Regions from separate parts of the Pan troglodytes genome. Here region 2 is linked to region 1. A link is a contact called in public capture Hi-C data. All regions are on one chromosome and are shown on one strand. The core of a region is the stretch at or near the end of the contact, and the rest is flanking DNA. Distances in the headings are between cores, read along the strand shown.

Region 1 (2,771 bases), core at 98-2,597:
CGGCCCATCACTTCGTTTCCCATAAGGGATACTTTTAGTTAATTTAATATCTATAGAAACAATGCTAATGACTGGCTTGCTGTTAATAAATACGTGGGTAAATCTCTGTTCAGGGCTCTCAGCTCTGAAGGCTGTGAGACCCCTGATATCCAACTTCACACCTTTATATTTCTGTGTGTGTGTCTTTAATTCCTCTAGCACCACTGGGTTAGGGTCTCCCCAACCGAGCTGGTCTTCACAGGCGGGGTTTCACCATGTTGGCCAGGCTCATCTCGAACTCCTGAGCTCAAGTGATCCGCCTACCTTGGCCTCCCAAATTGCTGGGGTTACAGGCATGAGCCATTGAACCTGGCCTCTATTTCAAAATATATCCAGATTAGGATCCCTTTTACCCATCTCCATTGCTACCACCTTGGGCCATGCTACTGCTGTATCTCACCTGACATCTCCTGCTTCCTCTCATGCCCCACATACAGCCTGGGATTACAGGCATGAGCCACTGAGCCTGGCCAGTGTTTGTTTTGTTTTAAATCCATTTTGGCTTTAGTATATTCCCAACATCTGTAAAAGTGCTTGGCTCAAAGTAGGAGGAGCTCAATAATATTTGATGAATAAATAAGAGAATAAATGAATGAATACTTTATCTTCATATGGTACTTTGTAACTTAAGAACCATTTTCACATTTCTCTTACTACTTCTGATAATCGGATAATCAGATAAAACCACTGTGTTAGTTTCTTTCTTTCTTTTTTGAGATGGAGTCTCACTCTGTCGCCCAGGCTGGAGTGCAGTGGCATGATCTTGGCTCACTGCAACCTCTGCCTCACAGGTTCAAGTGGTTCTCCTGCCTCAGCCTCCCAAGTAGCTGGGATTACAGACGCCTACCACCAAGCCCAGCTAATTTTTGTATTTTTAGTAGAGACAGGGTTTTGCCATGTTGGCCAGGCTGGTCTCGAACTCCTGACCTCAAGTGATCCGCCCACCTCAGCCTCCCAAAGTGCTTGGATTACAGGCATGAGCCATGGCGCCTGGTCACAACTGTGTTAGTTTCTTATTGCTGCTGTAACAAACTACCACACACAGCATGGCTATAAGCAACACAAATTTATTTTCTTACCGTTCTGTAGGTCAGAAGTCTGAAGCAGGTCTCACTGGCCTAAAATCGAGGTGTCAGCAGAACCGTGTTTCTTTCTGGGAGCTTTAGAGGAAAATCTATTTCCTTGCCATTTCTAGCTTCTCGAAGCCACTCTCATTCATTGACTGTGGGCCTTCCTCCGGCTTCAAAACCAGCAATGGTCAGTTAAGTCCTTCTCAGATGAAGTCACTGTGACCTCTGCTTCTGCCTTCACATCCCCTGAGCCAGAGCTGGTGAAGAGAGGTGTCTCTGAGTCACACTGTGCGAATTGCCATGGAACAGAGTTAAGCTGTTTTCACGTTGATCCGTATCACAAGTGAGTGTTTTCCCCAGCTCTGAGTCAGTCTTTCTTTTTAAATCCAAAACCATATTATTAAGTTTTTAAAAAATCATGATTGCTTTACTTCTTCAGGTTTCAGGTTTCTCAGACGTAAAACCTTAAAACAGAAATGAATACCTGATGATTGCATTCCAGTTGTCTGCATTACCCATTAAGAGTCTCTGACCTTTTCTGGTCCCAGGAAACCTCAAAGAATAATACTGCATTTTCCACTTCATAGGCCTTAATGGGAGCAGGACTGTGGAAGGTGACACTGCGGCTTCTCCCTCCTTAACAGTTCACCTATGGTCTGTCTGGTATGACTCACACTTTCTTTGTGTCTCAAATTTCCCACATACGAAACAGATACTATGATGAAAATATAGCCCATTTAATTATGTGAAGTGTTTTGAACAAAATTGTTATAATGTGGACTTTTTGTACATCATCTAGTCTGATGGTTCTCACCATTGCTACCCATTGGAATTACTTATGGAACCTTAACAAATCCTGATGCTGGCTGAGAGTGGTGGTGGCTCATGCCTGTAATCCCAGCACTTTGAGAGGCCAAGGCAGGCAGATCACCTGAAGTCAGGAGTTTGAGACCAGCCTGGCCAACATGGTAAAACCCCGTCTCTACTAAAAATAAAAAAATTAGCCGGGCATGATGGTGGGCACCTGTAGTCTCAGCTACTCTGGAGGCTGAGGCAGGAGAATTGCTTGAGGCCGGGAGGCGGAGGTTGCAGTGAGCTGAGATCGCGCCACTGCACTCCAGCCTGGGTGACAGAGCAAGACTTCGTCTCAAACAACAACAAAAATCCTGATGCCTAGGTCCTGCACCAAGGATTCTGATGTGATTGCTATGGAATGTGACCTAGGCATAGGCTTTTTTTTTTTTTTTTTTTCGAGATGGAGTCTCTCTTTGTTGCCCAGGCTGGAGTGCAGTGGTGTGATCTTGGCTCACTGCAATCTCCGCCTCCCGGGTTCAAGCAATTTTTCCTACCTCAGCCTCCTCAGTAGCTGGGATTACAGGCATGCACCACCATGCCCAGCTAATTTTTGTATTTTTAGTAGAGATGGGGTTTCACCATGTTGGTCAGGCTGGTCTTGATCTCCTGACTTTGTGATCCACCCGCCTCAACCTCCCAAAGTGCTGGGATTACAGGCATGAGTCACTGCACCCGGCAGGCATAGGCATTTTTAAAAGCTCCCCAGCTGATTCTAATGTGCAACCAAGTCTGGGACCCGGGAAGACTCCTCTTAGGTAGCTCTAAACAAGCTCTTGTGGATGAGCCACTTTCTGGACCCAGTCCCCA
Region 2 (2,771 bases), core at 161-2,660, 260 kb before region 1:
AGCCTTTACTCACGCAGAGGAAAATAGTTGTGTTACATCTAATGTTTCAACTAATGAAGGTCAAGAAACAAATCAGTGGGAACAAGAAAAATCATACCTAGGTGAGATGACAAATTCAAGCATTGCCACAGAAAATTTTCCTGCTGTCAGTTCTCCCACCCAACTGATAACGAAGCCAGGCTCTGAATGGGATGGCTCTACCCCAAGTGAGGACTCCCGAGGTACCTTTGTGCCAGATATTTTACATGGCAACTTTCAAGAGGGTGGGCAGCTGGCCTCTGCCGCGCCTGACTTGTGGATAGATGCTAAGAAGCCCTTCAGTTTGAAAGCAGATGGTGAGAATCCTGATATCCTGACGCACTGCGAACATGACAGCAATTCTCAGGCTTCCGACAGCCCTGATATATGTCACGATTCTGAAGCAAAGCAAGAGACTGAGAAGCACCTCAGTGCTTGCATGGGACCTGAAGTGGAATCCAGTGAGCTTTGTCTCACTGAGCCAGAGATAGATGAAGAACCCATTTATGAGCCTGGACGGGAGTTTGTCCCATCCAATGCAGAACTCGATTCTGAAAACGTAACTCTGCTGCCTCCAATTGGCTATCAAGCAGACATAAAGGGCTCCTCTCAGCCCACCTCTCATAAAGGTTCACCTGAACCTTCTGAAATAAACGGTGACAACAGTACAGGTTTACAAGTATCAGAAAAAGGAGCCAGCCCAGATATGGCACCAATTTTGGAACCAGTTGACAGAAGAATCCCAAGGATTGAAAATGTGGCAACTAGCATTTTTGTAACTCACCAAGAGCCAACTCCAGAAGGTGACAGTTCTTGGATATCAGACAGCTTTTCTCCTGAAAGTCAGCCTGGTGCAAGAGCTTTGTTTGATGGTGATCCACATTTATCCACAGAGAATCCTGCCTTGGTTCCTGATGCTTTGTTAGCCTCAGACACTTGTCTGGATATAAGCGAAGCTGCCTTTGACCACAGTTTCAGCGATGCCTCAGGTCTCAACACATCCACGGGAACAATAGATGACATGAGTAAACTGACATTATCCGAAGGCCATCCGGAAACGCCAGTTGATGGGGACCTAGGGAAGCAAGATATCTGCTCATCTGAAGCCTCGTGGGGTGATTTTGAATATGATGTAATGGGCCAGAATATCGATGAAGATTTACTGAGAGAGCCTGAACACTTCCTGTATGGTGGTGACCCTCCTTTGGAGGAAGATTCTCTGAAGCAGTCGCTGGCACCGTACACACCTCCCTTTGATTTGTCTTATCTCACAGAACCTGCCCAGAGTGCTGAAACAATGGAGGAAGCTGGGTCTCCAGAGGATGAATCTCTGGGATGCAGAGCAGCAGAGATAGTGCTTTCTGCACTTCCTGATCGAAGAAGTGAGGGAAACCAGGCTGAGACCAAAAACAGACTGCCTGGATCCCAGCTGGCTGTGCTGCATATTCATGAAGACCCTGAGTCCGTTTATTTGCCGGTAGGAGCAGGCTCCAACATTTTGTCTCCATCAAACGTTGACTGGGAAGTAGAAACAGATAATTCTGATTTACCAGCAGGTGGAGACATAGGACCACCAAATGGTAAGAAACATTCCATTCTTCCACTTCCAAGAAACTGCCGCGTTGATTAAACTAGTGCATATTTGTAAGACACACTCTTCCTACCAATGAGGGTAGAGAGGAAACTAACTACATTTGCAAGGCATGCCTCACTAAGTCCTGTATTATAACAGCAGTAAAATCTAGTGCATATGTAATACCTATTCCTGATAGTGCACGAGAAAATCGAATGACTCTACAAAATAAAAATATTTTCTAGCTGGGCGCGGTGGCTCACGCCTGTAATCTCAGCACTTTGGGAGGCCAAGGAGGGGGGATCACCTGATGTCAGGTGTTCGGGACCAGCCTGGGCAGCATGGTGAAACCCCATGTCTACTAAAAATACAAAAATTAGCTGGGCGTGGGGGCAGGCGCCTGTAGTCCCAGCTACTCGGGAGGCTGAGGCAGAAGAATAGCTTGAAACCAGGAGGTGGAGGTTGCAGTGAGCCGAGATCACACCATTGCACTCTATCCTGGGTGACAGAGCGGGACTCTGTCTCAAATGAATGAATAAATAAATAACTAAAATATATAAAAAATATTAAGTTACCTCTTTTAGATGATCATTTGCAAGGATCACAAATCACACAATGTGTTAATTAAACCTTGTTCTCCTCTTCTCACTTTCAACTTCCACTTCTAGGTGCCAGCAAGGAAATAACAGAATTGGAAGAAGAAAAAACAATTCCTACCAAAGAGCCTGAGCAGATAAAATCAGAATACAAGGAAGAAAGATGTACAGAGAAGAATGAAGATCGTCATGCACTACACATGGATTACATACTTGTAAACCGTGAAGAAAATTCACACTCAAAGCCAGAGACCTGTGAAGAAAGAGAAAGCATAGCTGAATTAGAATTGTACGTAGGTTCCAAAGAAACAGGGCTGCAGGGAACTCAGTTAGCAAGCTTCCCAGACACATGTCAGCCAGCCTCCTTAAATGAAAGAAAAGGTCTCTCTGCAGAGAAAATGTCTTCTAAAGGCGATACGAGATCATCTTTTGAAAGCCCTGCACAAGACCAGAGTTGGATGTTCTTGGGCCATAGTGAGGTTGGTGATCCATCACTGGATGCCAGGGACTCAGGGCCTGGGTGGTCTGGCAAGACTGTGGAGCCATTCTCTGAACTCAGCTTGGGTGAGGGTCCCCAGCTGCAG

Evidence for each region. Capture Hi-C pulls out chosen DNA fragments and counts their contacts.
Region 2: a capture Hi-C map of stem cell-derived neural stem cells shows a contact between it and region 1, with 3 times the contacts expected there. The contact joins two enhancer-like sites. A contact is called at or near these places in 4 of 7 Hi-C or Micro-C datasets (blood, induced pluripotent stem cells and stem cell-derived neural progenitor cells), 1 of 1 datasets of contacts at active chromatin or transcription factors (stem cell-derived excitatory neurons) and 1 of 1 other capture datasets (stem cell-derived neural stem cells).

The regions. Positions count from the first base shown.
Region 1 is chr11:66,928,282-66,931,052 of NHGRI_mPanTro3-v2.0_pri, reverse strand. It overlaps a transcript of GCNT1 not described here. Among named protein-coding and RNA genes, the nearest start is that of GCNT1, 38 kb to the left of the region's middle. Within about 2 kb of position 1,347, at least 1 of the 24 cell types and tissues checked has an H3K27ac peak or open chromatin away from gene starts, as enhancers often do. A contact at or near this core is called in stem cell-derived neural stem cells, where this site is marked.
Region 2 is chr11:67,191,445-67,194,215 of NHGRI_mPanTro3-v2.0_pri, reverse strand. It overlaps PRUNE2 (prune homolog 2 with BCH domain), which reads left to right. Exons shown (of 17, transcript XM_063787780.1): 8 at 1-1,598; 9 at 2,260-2,771. Among named protein-coding and RNA genes, the nearest start is that of PRUNE2, 200 kb to the left of the region's middle. Within about 2 kb of position 1,410, at least 6 of the 24 cell types and tissues checked have an H3K27ac peak or open chromatin away from gene starts, as enhancers often do. A contact at or near this core is called in stem cell-derived neural stem cells, where this site is marked.